2 separate regions of the Podarcis muralis genome follow, and region 1 is linked to region 2. The links are chromatin contacts, called in public Hi-C maps. All regions are on one chromosome and are shown on one strand. The core of a region is the stretch at or near the end of the contact, and the rest is flanking DNA. Distances in the headings are between cores, read along the strand shown. Region 1 holds the start of WDR72 (WD repeat domain 72). Region 2 holds the start of PIGB (phosphatidylinositol glycan anchor biosynthesis class B).

Evidence for each region. A called contact is a pair of places that touch in the nucleus more often than the background predicts.
Region 1: a Hi-C map of tail shows a contact between it and region 2, with 3 times the contacts expected there. The contact joins the promoter of WDR72 here to the promoter of PIGB in region 2. A contact is called at or near these places in 2 of 3 Hi-C or Micro-C datasets (blood and tail).

Annotation. Positions count from the first base shown.
Region 1 is chr14:6,729,285-6,732,903 of rPodMur119.hap1.1, forward strand. WDR72 (WD repeat domain 72) reads left to right here and starts at 2,193. Exons shown (of 20, transcript XM_077918700.1): 1 at 2,193-2,365.
Region 2 is chr14:6,482,714-6,486,540 of rPodMur119.hap1.1, forward strand. PIGB (phosphatidylinositol glycan anchor biosynthesis class B) reads right to left here and starts at 1,530. Exons shown (of 12, transcript XM_077918985.1): 1 at 471-1,530. The coding sequence starts at 921. LOC144325507 (a long non-coding RNA gene) reads left to right here and starts at 1,785. Exons shown (of 2, transcript XR_013390666.1): 1 at 1,785-3,827.

The DNA of each region.
Region 1 (3,619 bases), core at 943-3,442, 250 kb after region 2:
GAGCTGTTTTGTTTTTCAGTGGTGTTGACATCTGTCAACAAGGTTGTTAACCACTAATTAGCCGTCTGCAGCCCAAGAAGCTACCCCCCCCCCCCCGCCCAACTTGTGGGCGAGGCAAAAGTGAGCCAGCAAGGGAACCTTTAGTAGAGATCCTCAAGGTTTGACAAAGAGCGCTGGGCAAAGTCATACCCCCTCAGCCCTCCACAAATTGCCCAGTGTTCAAATATGGAGCTCATCACAAAACTGACCTCCTTTTCAGATGCTTGGAAAGTAGACTAGGCTGCTTCATTTGAAAACATTCCAGGATACCAGAGGGAAGAAGGGAGCTTCCTTTCCTCTGTCAAAATCCCACTGACACACAAATGTAGCAGGAACAGCCAAAGCAGGCGAGGGGGAACATAACAAACATGCGCAAGAGGCCCAACAGCTGATTTTAAGAGGTTTATGGAAGGTTTAAACAGGCAATAAAGCAAAGTCACATGAAATAAATAAATAGCTCAGTTCTATCTGTCCTGACACAGCTACTTCACAAAGAGACTTCTGATCTCCTCGTGAATTGTATGTTCAGAAAGACATTGAGGGGAGACAGGGAGTTGGCAACATGTCAGCTGTTAAGGGCCCCTGAACCTGTCAACCTCTGATTGACAGGTGGATCTGTCTAGCCAGTAGAATGAAGGCCAAGGAAGGTGCTGTCAGTGGTCCATTAAGGCAAACGTGTGCTGCCCCACCAGCCTTAGCCTGCCCTCAGTTAGCCCCCAGCTGTGTGCCTTCTTGCTTGGGCCTAGTCCAGGGGATGGTCCTGGTTGCCAGCTTCCTCCTCCTCCTCCCTGTAAAACTCAGAGGATGAGGGCAAAATGAGAGCCAGTTGGCTCTGTCCGCCATTGGCTCTGCCTCCATCAACTGTTGGTCTCCCTACCTTCTGCCCACCAGTCACTGCTGGGTGCTGTCGGCCCCTGGGGAAGTGGAAACTGAGGCTGTTGAAGTATTCCTGCCTGCTGGATTTCCTCCCCTCCTGAAGGGCAAAGTTCCCACAGACTGACTACTGGAAACTTGGTGGGACTCCATGGCCTGTCTCCTCTGGGAAGCTGAGGGACTTGGAGGTGTTTAACTGCAGGTGTCTCAGGCTGGAAGGTAGCTGAGAACGAGAGGTGGCCCAGGATACAATATACTGTGAGACATTTGAGCAGCCCTTCAAATATTGCTGGTGGCCAGCATGGCCAATGGTCAGGGAGGGTGGTGGTGGTGGGCCCCATGGTATCTAGAGGGAACCCAGTTGGGAGGGGAACATGTGGCAGGGGCAGAAGGGCACCAGCTGGGTGAGAAGAATCTGACTTCCCCCTGTGATCTAATAGATGATAGGTCTGGTCATTGGCCGGGGGTTTGCCACCATTCCAACTAAAGGTAAAAGGTAAAGGTACCCCTGCCTGTACGGGCCAGTCTTGACAGACTCTGGGGTTGTGCGCCCATCTCACTCAAGAGGCCAGGGGCCAGCGCTGTCCGGAGACACTTCCGGGTCACGTGGCCAGCGTGACAAAGCCGCATCTGGCGAGCCAGCGCAGCACACGGAACGCCGTTTACCTTCCCGCTGGTAAGCGGTCCCTATTTATCTACTTGCACCCAGGGGTGCTTTCGAACTGCTAGGTTGGCAGGCGCTGGGACCAAGCAGCGGGAGCGCACCCCGCCGCAGGGATTCGAACCGCCGACCTTTCGATCGGCAAGCCCTAGGCGCTGAGGCTTTTACCCACAGCGCCACCCACGTCCCTACCATTCCAACTAAACTTCACCTTTTCCAGAATCTGCTTCACCCTAGTTTGGAGCTGAACTGGCTGAAAAAAGGAAGGCACCTCCATGCTGCTTCATTTGTCAGAATTAAATGCACCAGTCCTGAAGCCCTGTCTTTCATCTTAGGAAAGAGAGAGTGTGCCCAGTCATCTTGTGGTAGTGGGGCCCAAGATGCACCCACCTTCCTGGCAGTGCCAAGTCTCCCCCAAAGCAGGCTCAGCTATTCCACTGCAGCTGCAGGGAGAAGCTCAGGGCTGGGAGAGGCAAGGTGGGGAGGAGAAGGCTGGGTGAGCCAAGCCCAGTTCCGGCCAGCTGGGACTGCTGGCCCAGAAGGTGCCCAACCCTCAGCCAAGGTCAGTCTCTGCCAGAGCAGGCAAGGGGGGGAGGGAGCGTCTTCTGGGCTCAGCCAGCAGCAGCAGGTGGAGTCCCAGGGAGAGCTCCTCCTCCTGTGAACTGAGAAGAGCTCTAAGAACAGCAGGCTCCCTACAGAAAGGCTGGACCCATTTCCCAGTACCTGACTGAGGAGAGGGAAGAGACTGGAGAGGAGCACACGTCCCCAGCCCCGTGAAGAGCCTCGATGCTGGTGAGTTGGGGTTGCAGAACCCAGTCCTGGAAAGAGCCAGGATCCCCCCTCTCCCTCTGTGTCCCCCTGCCCCACAAAGCCTCCCTGACTCTGGGTCAGCATCAGCCCAGGGGAGTCAACAGAAAGGGGGTCCCATCTGGGTACTGAGGGACTCACAGCCTACCGGATGCCAACAGCCATGAGCTCTCCTCTCTTTCGCTCCCAGGGGCTGGCAAGGAGGCTGTGCTAGTGTTGGGGCAGGGGGACCCCAGTGTGGCTTCAGTGGAGGGATTTGTACCGACCCCTGACCCCTGGGCCCTCCCCTCCCTGGATCTTTGGGGTGGGCAGGCTCTGGATTTCCTTGGATTTGCCTTTCCTTGGAAATTTAGTGCCAGAAACCTGACACACACACCCATCTCAGTTTCTGGCACTATTCTAATATTCATCTAATGTTTATTGGATGGATTTCCCCCCTAAATAGATTTTTGAATTCTGAATTTATTGTTATTCACGTTTTATACTGTATTTTATGCTGTTTTTTGGTGTATCAATTAAGTGTTTTAAATTTGTTGTTAGCCGCCCTGAGCCCGGTCTTCTGAACCGGGAAGGGTGGGGTATAAATAAAATTATAATTATTATTATTATTATTATTATTATTATTATTATTATTATTATTATTCACCTGATTGCAGAGGAGGTTGTGTAGCTGCATCCTTTGTTTCGGGAGGGGTCTGCAGATGCTCTATCTGTCAGTACCCACCTGGGAATAAGTAAAAAAGGCCTGGGTCTCTAATTCCATGCTGGTGTCATGGAGGGGCTGTGTTGGCAAGAGGTGGCAGGCATGCATTTTCATTTTGGGATTCCCTTCTAAAAAAAGGAGAGGTTCTGAGGCTTGGACCTGCCTGCAAGCCCCATCCATCCCTCAGTCCCAGACAGAAAAAAGCACTCTGTATGTGTAAAGAGGCACTCTGTTCTCTGGGATTACTGTTAAACCTCTGGCTTTCAAACTGTTCCTTGGGGGTGGGGAGGCAGGGAGGTTGTGGGCTTGTAGGGTGTGGTTCAAATGACATTCCAGCCCTTTCCCCCTCTTTCCTCCCTGCAGGCAGCAGCCCTGCATCAAGATGCCTTGCAAAGCCCATTAGTCATCCTTGCTGAGTGTTTACCCTAAACAGTGGCTGCCTAACAGGAAGAAAGAAGAGAGGGGGGTGAGAGAGAATGCAGCTCAGTCCCAAATGGAGAAGAATAAGGAGCAGGCAGAAAACCTGGGCCATGAGA
Region 2 (3,827 bases), core at 280-2,779:
TGTAACCCAGCAGGAAGTTCTCTTGCACAAGGGCCACGGATCTGAATAGGCACCACTGCAGCCTTGCGTGCCTCCCACGGGGAGTTTGTGCAGGAGACCTTCCCAAGGGATGGGGCCTCGTCACTGCCTTTTGAGGGACAAACATCCCAGGGGCCCAAGAGTCCCACAAGGGGTGGGGGGAGGATGGAAATGTGCTTCGTGCATGACGCGGCCTCTCCCTCTGGCCCTGCAGGTGCTGGTCAAGGCAGCTGGAGGGAGCCTCCCTGGACGTGCACGCCGCCGGCTTCCTTGCTCCTGGGACGGGGCGCCTCAAGCGTCGCTCGGCCCCTGCGGGAAAGGAACAACCACCTTGGCAAGGCCCCCTCCTGCCCGCAGGATGCAGCCCTCCTGACTAGCGCCTTGGCTTCCTTAGGCCGCGGCTACTTCTGCCTCACAACAGCCCCGCGAGGTGGACCGCGGCCTCTCCTCACCCGCCCCCCGCCCCGCGAGGGTCCCGGAGGGGGCGGGCCTGTACAGCGTCGACTTCCGCTTCCGCAGCCGCACCGGCGGGGTCCGCCTCCCGCCGCCGACCCCCTGCGCGGCTTCCATGGCGACGCCGGCGCGGCTCCAGGACGGCCACTTCCGCCTTCCTGGGGGCGGGGGCAGCCTCCCCCGTCGGAGCGCATGCGCGCCCAAAAGCCGATCCCGCTTCCTCCTTTGCCCATGCGCGTCTCGGCTCCCGGCAGCTCGTCTCGCGAGAAGGGGCGGGGCGAGACCGTCGCGCGACTTCCGGCGCCTGGAGCCGCACCGGTTGAGCGGCTGCCTGAGGGAGAGTTGAGCCGCGGAGAGCGAGATAGGCGTCGCGGAGGCCATGCTGGGCCGGCGGGGCTTGTCCTTCGGGCAGCTGCTCCTGGCCACCGGGCTCGGCGTGGCGGGAGGCATCTACGTCTACCAGCCCATCTTCCAAGGCGGCCCACGCGCGGGAGGCCCTGCCCAGGACACGCCGCCGCCGCCGCCGCGGCAGGAGGAGAAGCCGCCCCCCGGGACCCGCCTCGGCTGAGCCGGAGAGAGGCCGGCGCTCCCTCGCGGCCGCGACGAGGCTCCTTTCTTGGCCCCCCACGATGGGAAGCCCGCCCGGCGCCCAAGCGCTGCCGAGAAGCCCCTCCGAAGCGAAAGAGATGGGGACTGGAAGTTGGAAAAATTCAACATGCCGTAAGCCATGTGCGAGGGATCACCAGGAAAGGGGCTGAATATATAAACCTGCCAGCAGCACAGCGCCAAACCACGAGATCCACAATGGTTGGAACAGCCAAGAACTGGGAGGGAGGCAGGTGATATCTTTGCTGCAGCTGTCAGACCAGTGAGAAGAGACATCAGCAGCAGCCGCCCAGGGAGGACATCCTGCTCTGCGTGGGACTGACGTGGCTGGGACGCCAAAGAAAAAGAGGAGCAGGGACTTGCATACCCTGTTCAACTCTAGTGACTGTTGTATCACTGCCATTTAAATGGCTATTTGAATATAACAGTTTAACATAACTTTATTCAGTAGGCGGGGTATAAATACTCCTAAATACAATAAAATAAAATAGACCTATGGCAAGACAACGCTTGGAATGCCGTGTGCCGTTTCCGCTCACTTAAAAATGGATGTTGTGGAGTTGGAAAAGGTCAGAATAGGGCAAATGGAATGATCAAGGGGATGCAGCGACTCCCTTGTGAAGAAAAGTGGCAGCATTTGGGCTTTTTTAGCGGAGAAAAGGAAAGTAAGAGGTGATGTGAGGGAAGTTTATAAAATAACGCATGACACATAGTTTCTCTCATAGGATTAGGACCCAGTGGCAGATTTAAGAAAGCCAGAAGGAAGGAGTGCTTTACATAGTTAAGCAAGTTCATGCCTTTTTTTAATTATTAAATTTATATACCACTTTATCTTCCAAGGAGTTCAAGGTGATGCATATGGTTCTTCCCATTTCATCCTCACAACAACCCTTTGAGGTAGCTTAGGCTAATAGATGGTCACCCAGTAGTCCAACACGCTACCCATTACGCCACATTGGATGGTTTAAAAGAGGATTAGACAAATTCATGGAGAAGGCTATCAACAGCCACAACCCACAACAGCCATGTTCTACCTCTGCTGCCAGAGGTGGTGTTTTGTATTCTCATTTTGTATTTTTCTGTTGTGAAGCGCTCTGGGATCTTTGGATGAAGGGAGGTATACAAATTTAATAAATATAACAACAGCAGCAGTATGCCGCTGAATGCCAGTTGCTGGGAACTACAGATGGAAGAGTGTTGCTGCTGTTCTCAGATCCTGCATTTCAGCTTCTCCAGATTTGGGGCATCTGGACTAGGTGGGCCCCTCTGGCCTGACCCTGATGCAGCCAGATTCTGGCTTCCCCTCTGGGCTAAAGTGAGCCGAATTCACAGTTGTGCATATCTGGGGGAGCTTTGGAGAGAGAACTTAGGAATCCATGAGGGTGGCCGGCCGCCAGAGGGCACCAAAGCTGCAGGAGTTGTGGCAGCTGCTGTGTGGTTGAGACAGTGGATACAGAGCTGCTTTTGTAGAGCCTGTTGTAGCAAAACAAATCCAGAACCCTTGGGGGACGACTTAAGGGTGAGCAGATGACCCAAGAAAACCTTCACTCATCCTTCAGGCACTGCCTTGCGGAGGAGGAAGCTTCAGCCTCTTAAGTCAGACATAGGCAACCTCGGCCTGCCAGATGTTTTTGGGACTACAATTCCCATCATCCCTGACCACTAGTCCTGTTAGTTGGGGATCATGGGAGTTGTAGTCCCAAAACATCTGGCGGGCCGAGGTTGCCTATACCTGCTCTAAGTGGTCCTCCCCTTTCTTTGAAGCTGGTTTCAAATGACCCCCAAATCTGTAGGGGGCTACCAGTTGTTTTTGTGGGCAACAGCACCACCTCTTAGGTTTCCCCAAGTCGGCAAGCCTGGGCAGACTTCCCTGCCAGCCCCTGTGAGCTCACCAGGACTGCCTAGTACAGGGGTCTGCAACCTTTAAGACAAAAAGAGCCACTTGGACCCGTTTCCGAAGAAAAAAAACCTGGGAGCCGCAAAACCATTGCATGCGCACCGCTGCCCTCCGATCTGATAGCGGGCAGGAAGGTGACGTCGGGACGCGTGACTAACACACGCACCGCCCCCATGCGACGTCGCAGCCAGTACAGCGCTCGCCACAGTGGGGAGTGTTGGGGCGCACAATGCGCCTCCTTCCCTCGCTAGTATCCGCCCCGGAGCCGTGGCAAAGGTGTAAAAGAGCAACATGCGGCTCCGGAGCCGCGGGTTGCCGACCCCTGGCCTAGTAGGTAGACGGGAGCAAGTTAGCCAGAGGAAGGGCAGGGGAAGATGCAGACCCTACAGAGAGCCCCAAGTCTCTCCATCCAGCTGTGCTGGCAGAATGGAGATGTGAAGGCCCAAGGGGAAAATGGTGGGACACTGCCATTTGCTTTAATGGATCGACCTCCACGGGTCATGTTTTTCATATTTAATCATTGTTATTTTCTTAATTGCTGTGTCTTTTTAAACACATGCTGCATTGGGACTTTGGGTAAGAGGTGGCATGGAAATCCTTTGAACAAACCAACCAACACACTTTGAATTTGAAAGCATCCCAGAGTGCTAATCTCCAAAGGGCGAGCTGTGTTGGTTTGCTGCAGAACAAAGGGTGTTGAGGCTTGTGGCTGGCTTCAGCCTGTGGAAGTTTATTATGCCACAAAGTTATTAAGTCTTTGAATTGTCACAGGATTCTTGGCTGTTTTGAGAGCATCAACCAAGTTCTTCATCCATCTCCTTTAGCAAAATCTACACACTTTCGGGGCATGTTT